Regions from separate parts of the Zea mays genome. Here all the other regions are linked to region 3. Evidence: chromatin contacts called from public Hi-C data. All regions are on one chromosome and are shown on one strand. The core of a region is the stretch at or near the end of the contact, and the rest is flanking DNA. Distances in the headings are between cores, read along the strand shown. Region 1 has its middle 48 kb from the start of LOC103635472. Region 2 holds the start of LOC103635472 (protein ALP1-like). Region 3 holds the start of LOC103635470.

Region 1 (2,700 bases), core at 197-2,696, 160 kb before region 3:
GTGAGGCCTTTCCAAATTTCCACTAGCATGAAAGAACCCGCTACGGATTCAAGCAGAAGGGGGCAATATAGGAATTCCTCATTTGAAAAGCTATCATAGACAGATCGACCCGAGAACCTCCCTATACTGGCAATTTCCCACACCCCGCTTGTCTCTTTCGAGAAAGGATTAACTCACACTATATTTCCTGATTAATTGGCCAAGGGAGTCTTATTCCACCCTTGTGGTAGCACTGTTGTCTCAGGTTAAGCTCCATGTTCCAATTAACAAAATAGTCTTATCATGTATTATAAACAATCCATAAACAGTTAACAATAGTAATAAGGCATGATCATGATTCATATATAATATAACACCCAAAACAGATAGAGAAATATCAAGACTACCCAATAATTCATTTGTATGCAAGGTGTAGGGTAAACAAAACTAGGTAACCTATTAGGTTCCATCAGTTTAACCTAAGCATGCCATGGTGACTATCGGAAACATAAACATTATTAGGTTAGAAAATGTGATCAAGTAGACAACTTGCCTTATACTTGCAACTCCAGCTGTTTCCCAGAGTTGGACTTCAGATTCCTCATGACCTCGCTTTTACTTGTAGCAATACATGCAAATAAGCAAATAATGGATACAAATAACATTACACCAAACATGGAAATAAAAGGCATAAGAATATTCAACGTGTCGCTATGAGATCGCAGGTTCGAGAACCACTAAAATCGCAGTTATGGTTAAAAAGATATAGAGTTTGGAAGATCTACTTGATTAACTATGAAAAACAAGGTTCTAGGTTGCTTTTAGGTAATATAAATCATGCGAGAAAGATAACCCAAATAAATAACTGATTCAACTTCAATCTAAGTTATAACTTGATTATAGATTATATCTTAGTCAGTTTATAATTAGGGATAGATTAACTTTGATTAGTAAGATTAATCTAATAAACATAGATTAAATAAATATCTAATTACAAAATTATGTGATATGTTACAAAGGCAATTTTATTACGAAGCTAACGCAACTGGAACGAGTTAAATCAGAGTTAAAACAAGAAAGTTACGGATTGTCTAAGTTTAGCAAATTTATTTTATCACTAGAAACTACTTTCAAGGGATTTTCTTGGTTTTATAATTTACTTTATTTGTTTTATCTTAACCAGGGACGATAGATTCTATTCCTTAAGTCTTTGAGGTTTATTTTACAAAGATTCAGATCCCTTTGTAATGAAACTTGAACTACCGGATACTACGAGTGTTTTCCTAGAAATCCGAGGTCTCTTAAGCAAATCTCGCTCAGCGAAGGGGGTATGTGTCGATGTGAGCCCTCCAATCAAAAGCCAACCGCTCAGATTCAATTCAAATAAGCAAAATCTAATCCTAGCCACGTGAATTGGATCCGACGGCTTGGATCACTCCAACCGAACTGTCACGATGATCTAATCCCAACCGTTCACTGGCCGATCCACGGCCAGAAACCCTTCTTCCTCACAGAGGCCAGACGAGGTGGCATATGGTTCCCCGCGGCAGTGAGCACAGTGGCCTGAATGCCACCCGAGCCCGAGAACGAGATGTCCTATAGTAGACTGATGCTACACGCCGTGGGAACGAAGGCGAACGACATGTGGTGGTGAACTCAGTGACTATTCGTGTCGTGATGATCTCCATCCATGGTGCATGGCACGTTTGGCGGAATCCCTATACTCCGGTGAGAAATTCTGGCTTAATTCCCAAGTTTCTCTTCTTCATCGGGAGGACCACATACACGAGGGACGAGTCATGATGAAGTCCCTTGATGCCCTCCAAAGCCCCAACAATGGTCTGGTGCCCTTTTGGCCCCGCTGGTTCCCTGCGGCTATGGCGGATCTCCGCCTCTCTCCTTCTATGTTTGTGTTATGGTCAAGGAGCTTTGGTTTATGATCTAGGAGTGCTTGGGTTTATTATTTATGCATAGAGAGGGGGGTTTAGGGTGGATCACAGCGGGTATCACGGAGGTAGTAGCAACAAATTTCTGCTTCGGTTTGAACTCTCGTCGTAGGTGAGGGATCTAGTTTGACAATTCTATTTTTATTTTACTTTAGGGAAATATACTTTATAAAGAAAGGAAATCTATTGGGATCTAGGGCTAGTTTGACAATTCTATTTTTCCATACGATTTTTAATTTCCCAAGCCAAAATTAACTAATTTCTTTTAAGAAAATAAAAAATCCTTAGAAAAATAAGGTTCCTACACTAGTCCTTAGCGGCTTAGCGTACATTAGTGGGGGTTCCTAAACTAGTCCTTAGCGGCTTAGCGTACATTAGTGGAACGGAGAAGTTGAGGATGGTGGGCTGGTGGCCGACCAGTCGGTGCCTTAACCAGGCAGGTGGGTGACGCACGTGCGACTGGGCTGGCACGGGTGAGGGAAAACAAGCTACCAGTGGTGGTTTCGGCCTAGGTAATGTTTTTTCTTCCTTTTTCTTTTATATTTCATTTCTATTTCTGATTTCTTTTCTATTTTTAATTTCTGAATTCAAATTTCATTAAAAATATGAGTTTAAATTTCAAACCAAATTAGATGCACATTCAAAAGTCCAACATGATGCATAGTTCAATTTTATTTATTTTATTTATCTTATTTTATCCATTAATCAAGTGCATTTCAATATGAAACTCATATTCACAAAATATACTATTCTAGAAAACATCTTCTAATATGTC
Region 2 (2,700 bases), core at 194-2,693, 210 kb before region 3:
TTGCGAATGGAAATTACACATAGTAGAATCAAGTTTCAATAAACTTTAGCATACGACTGGTGAAGTTTACATGCTTCCACGCCGAGCCCACAAATGCTCGACAAGATCATTTTGGAGGGAGCACGATCTTTCTTGGCGACGAAGATCGAAGTGGTTAATCACCCATTCTACCCTTCCTTCAGCAATTAGTTGTGGTGCTTGGCTGGTTGAAGTGTTATCTCCAAAATCAGTATTAGCTGCAAACGGCCCTTCGTCTTCAACAATCATGTTGTGCATTATGATGCAAGCTGTTATAATTTCAGTTAAACGATTTCGATCCCAACCATATGCTGGACCTCGTAGCACCGCCCACCTAGCTTGAAGAACTCCAAATGCACGCTCAATATCTTTTCGACAACTTTCCTGCATTTGTGTGAAATACACTTTCTTTTCCTCATATGGGTGCCTTATAGCTTTTACGAAAGTTGGCCAGTTCGGGTAAATACCATCAGCAAGGTAATATCCGAAGTTATATGCATTACCATTTATTGTGTAATGCACAGGTGGCATTCGGCCAGATGTCATGGGGTCGAAAACTGGTGATCGGTGGAGCACGTTGACGTCGTTGTTTGTCCCGGGCATGCCAAAGAAAGCATGCCAAATCCAAAGGTCATACGTTGCCACAGCTTCTAGGATCATAGATGCTCGACCATTTCTGCCACAAAACTGACCACGCCATGCGGTAGGACAGTTCCGCCACTCCCAATGCATGCAATCTATAGAACCCAACATCCCTGGGAAACCTCTTGATTCGCTATGGTGCATGATGCGTGTTATGTCAGCTTCGTTAGGAGTTCGTAAATACCAGCCACTGAAGTATGCAATGATACCTCGACATAAATGATGAAGGCATTCCCTAGCTGTCGACTCCCCTATTTGAATGTACTCGTCTACAGCATCTGAAGGTAACCCATATGCTAGTACCCGCATTGCCGCACATACTTTTTGTAGTGGACCTAGACCAGGCATACTAGTTGCGTCTACCCGTTGTGTAAAGTACGAATCATGTTGTTGAAGACCTTGCAAGATTCTCAGGAAGAGAGGCCTACTCATGCGGAACCTAAGTTTATAATAAAGAATATTTGTAATGAAATTGCAAATATTAAACCGTATTCGAATAATAAGTAGTGGGTACCTTCTACGAAAGACGTGGGGTGGATACACAGGGTTCTCGGCGAAGTAGTGATGATGGATAAGATTTTCTCCACGAAAATGATCTCTATGAATAACCCGCCGAGGCAAACGGGACCGTCGTTGGAGGTGGCGTCTGGCCTCTATGTTGAGGACAAGAAGATTGACAAGCATAAGTGTTTCGTCCTCACTATCACTCGAGTAAGAGTCTTCATCGCTATGGCTGTGAGATATACTGTGAAATGTTTGAATTGTTGATGTAGTGAAGTTTGTTGTTGCATTTGTGAAGAGATGGATTGCATATATATAGGGGAGAGGAATGCGGCTTCAGGTGCAAGCTAGTGGATTCCCACGAAAGACAAACATGTCTTTCGTTGCAAGACAAGTGCGGCTTGCCGCATACGACTAGTGCAATTTGGTTTGCAGGAAATTTGATTTGTTTTCCCAGGACGGATAAAACGTCATCACGAAAATATGCAAATTCGAATGTATTGTAAAATAATAGTTGTTATATATTTTTTGTGGAAGTAATTGTAAAGTAATTATTTTTTATAAATTTGATTTTTGAATACATGCGTAACATGTCGAACGTGTGCAAAATAATGAAAGAAAATCAAAATTGAAGTTGGTTAAAGTTAGTTATATGGAAATGGTTTTTTAATGAGTAGAGGGATATATAGGGGAAAGTATAGAGGGAACGGTTGCGGGACGAGTGAATATAGAAGATGGAATCTTGCTGACGTGGCTGCATAGTAACATTTAGGGGGAACGGTTGCGGACAGTCTCAGCTGCCAGCTAGCAGCAAAACGCTAGCTAGAGCCCGCACTAGCCATCAACACACTCGTCTTCATGTCGACCTAGCTGCTGCCTGCTGCACCGACACGACACTACGCCATCGCGGCTCACCAACCACACATGCATGCATGCATGCGCGTGCACCGACGGAAGGCATAATTAGGTAGCCGCGCAGCCGTACATCATCATGTCCAAGACAGCATTAGGTAATGAGAGTATATATAACATAAAAAATTCCTCATTATAACTAGTTTTATATAATTTTATGAGAGAGTGTAGATGTAGTCCTAAAATGAATATAAGGTTTAACATGCTTATAATGCTATATATTAGTAATATATATGCAGGTTCTTGGTCAGACAGATTAAACCCACCGGATATGTATTAGTAATATATAAATCAAAGGCTTTCTAAACCCACCGGATTTGTATGTCGCCTGTCGGACTGTCAAGCCCAGATCCCACTGAAATCAAGGCAGTCACTGACAAAAAAAATGCTTTCACACACACACGCACACAAAAAAAATGCTTTGCCAAACCAGGTAGCAATGTCACTGACATTTTTTAAAATTACATTCAAACCCTATAACTAATTATTTACCTATATAAGCTTCCGATTTAGATAAGGTTCTACATTTCAACTGAAATATCATGACATACTAATATTAGTACTTTATATGTAAATACCCTAAACGAACTATATATGTATAATTCTTCGTTGATAGAGAAAATTTAA
Region 3 (2,700 bases), core at 183-2,682:
TATATATATATATATATATATATATATGTTTCATATATCATGCACGATTAATTTTTTGGCATTGCACGTCAAGATTTAGCACAAAGCACATAGATTACAGTACACATGATGCCGCAATATGCAAACCACACCCTGGGCTTTAGCCATATTAATATGAAACAAAGCCTCTCTATTCTATACTGCGGCGCTGGTGGCAGCTCGCCTGCTGGTCTTGCCGCCGACGACCGTGGCAAGCGCGTTCCTGACGGCCACCGCGACGCCACACCCCCTGACCACCCGCCTCTCGCAGCACTCACGCTCGGTCCAGAAGCACCGCGGCGTGGCCTCCGCGACGTCGTCGGCGCCGCCGGCCGAGAACGCAGGCCTGTGGTGGCGGCAGGAAGCCCCCACGTGCACGGCGGGCGACGACTGTACGGTGAACACGGGCGACATGGTGGACGACGTGTTGGAACTCGAGGAAGACCAGGAGGAGGAGGAGGAGGAGCACGGCGGCGTCGCCTGGCTGCCGCCGGGCCTCCGGAGGAGGGTGATGCGGGGGAGCACGACGCCAAGGAGGCCGCCATGCCGACGGTTCCTGGAGCGGCCGCCGGCGCTTCCCCTGCCTGCGGCATAGTAGGACGGCGGCGGGGTGAGCGGCGGAAGCACGGCCGCGGAGGGCGAGTCGTTCTTGGGCGTGCCCGGCTGCGACTCCCACAGGAACGGCACCGCGCCGGCCGACGCCATGGAGTAGTACACCCGGAACGACGGCACGGCGAGCTGCGCCGCCGCCTCCTTGGAGAGCATCTTGGCGTGGAGCTTGCTCCCCTGCTTCGCCAACAATCCAGGCTCCGCCTTGCAGCCGGCGCTTGACATGGCGAACATGCACTGCGCACTCACTGGCACTCTGCTCTGCTAGCCCAGAGACAGAGGGAGAGGGAGGGAGGAGGAGAGGAGAGGAGGGACTGCAAGAAAAGGAGGGAAGCACTGCAGTGAAGAGGTAGGTGCCGCTTCAGAGTTGAGAATGAGGAGGCCGTTTGGTGGAGCTCGCCACTCGGAGCCGGATGATTCTGTTGATCAGTTGATCTGTACAAAAGGCTGAGAAGGTGAATTTTATATACCCAGGATCAGCGGTTTGCAGTGAGTGCAGAGACAGGGAGAAGAAGCCGTATGTAGCACCAGCAGTGGCTGTCCACTTGCTGCTCGTCTCTGAATGATCTCTGTCACCTCCACCGCCGGCCTTTATCTGCTCTCTCTCTCCTCCCTCTCCATAGCTGACTTTTGGCGTAGACCAACGAGCATGTGACACGGTAGCATTAGTGGACATAATCAAAAGAGGTTGTCTTGTGGGTGACGAGAGCGAGAGACACAAACCGCGCCTTGCTGGTGTCAGCATATAGAACAAATGCAACTGAGATATTGTCTCTCTGTTTTGTCAACTTGATCACCCAAAGTAAACAGAACATTGAATGTGTTCCCTGTCGTACTTTGTATGTAATGGTTCGTTCACGCAGTTGACGAGTGCAATACAACCACGGCTTTGGAAATCGATAGTTCATATTCTATTTCCCCGCAATAAATCAGACAAGAGCGCTACCAATTATATTTTAAAAATAAATCTAAATCAAGTAAAACAACAGACGTAAAGTAAAGCTAGCAAAGCTAGCAATACAACTTCAACAGGGTTCTTTGGCATTATAATAACACCAACATCGTCGTTCGCTAGTCTGATACTCTGAACGCCATCCCGGCAAAATAGGACTACGAAGTCGTGTTTCCCTTCGCTTTGGCATAACGATGGTGTTGCTCTCAGTCGGACGGTGTTTGATATGATTAAGGTATTCGCTTTTCCATTAGCCCCTGTTGTTGATCTGTGTTCGTTTGCTCCCACTTCGGTACCCGACCGGGCCTCTTCCCCCACTAGATCCCAAGCGCCGCCACCACCAGTTCACCGGCGACGAGACCCTTTTCCTAGCTAACCCCTTGTCTTCAACTTCTACTCCCCAGCGACTGCCATCGTTCTCGACAGCGTCGTCGTCCCCAGTCTATTGACAGACCTCCTCGGTAGCGTCATCGTCGTTGTCCCACCTGTACCGGACCTCCATGTCCGACTCACCTCTAAGGGCGACACCCCCTCTTCTGCTCGAGGGTTCGGCTCTAGCGAAGGTGCTCCATGATACCTTGAACGATCCTTTGTCCGTGTGTCCGACATCGTCCCCAGATTCAAATCTAGTCATCTCCATCGAGGTAATAAAGTGTTGTCTTAGTGTAATGGTAGTGTAAATCCTTCTGTTTTTATGTAATGGCAATTTTTTTTTTGTTTTTTAGGAGTTTCAAATAGATTGGGATACGATAAAATTGAGCCTAGATGGGATGAAAAAGGTCGACAAGAAGTTCCTTTAGAAGAAGGGATGTATGCTAGATTAAAATTTAGGGAGGAGGATGAAAGGGAAGCTAGAGAAGGGCAAGAAGCAAGTATGGGAAGGTCCTCTAGTGTTTATGGTAATGCATGTGTTGATGGTGTAGCTGCATTGCCCTATGAAGACCGCCTACCAGATGAGAGGGTTTTACTATGTGACAGAACAAATCCTATAATGAAGATGGGAAGCTTGTATAAGGATATGAAGAAATTTAGACTTGTTATGAGGCTATATGCAATAAACAATGAATTCGAGTTAGGCATTGAATCAAGTGCGCCCCTTTGGTATAGAGGATACTGTAAAA

The links. Hi-C and Micro-C count contacts between places; a contact is called where the count stands out from the background.
Region 1: a Hi-C map of tassel shows a contact between it and region 3, with 1.9 times the contacts expected there. The contact joins the enhancer-like site here to the promoter of LOC103635470 in region 3. A contact is called at or near these places in 3 of 25 Hi-C or Micro-C datasets (ear, leaf and tassel).
Region 2: a Hi-C map of ear shows a contact between it and region 3, with 1.7 times the contacts expected there. The contact joins the promoter of LOC103635472 here to the promoter of LOC103635470 in region 3. A contact is called at or near these places in 3 of 25 Hi-C or Micro-C datasets (ear, leaf and tassel).

Annotation. Positions count from the first base shown.
Region 1 is chr8:83,669,302-83,672,001 of Zm-B73-REFERENCE-NAM-5.0, reverse strand. No RefSeq gene overlaps it. Among protein-coding and RNA genes, the nearest start is that of LOC103635472, 48 kb to the left of the region's middle. Within about 2 kb of position 1,446, at least 16 of the 20 cell types and tissues checked have an H3K27ac peak or open chromatin away from gene starts, as enhancers often do. A contact at or near this core is called in ear, leaf and tassel, where this site is marked.
Region 2 is chr8:83,717,608-83,720,307 of Zm-B73-REFERENCE-NAM-5.0, reverse strand. LOC103635472 (protein ALP1-like) reads right to left here and starts at 1,443. Exons shown (of 2, transcript XM_008657915.3): 1 at 1,175-1,443; 2 at 1-1,099. The coding sequence starts at 1,344. The coding sequence ends at 67.
Region 3 is chr8:83,508,822-83,511,521 of Zm-B73-REFERENCE-NAM-5.0, reverse strand. LOC103635470 reads right to left here and starts at 1,432. Exons shown (of 1, transcript XM_008657914.4): 1 at 36-1,432. The coding sequence starts at 861. The coding sequence ends at 175.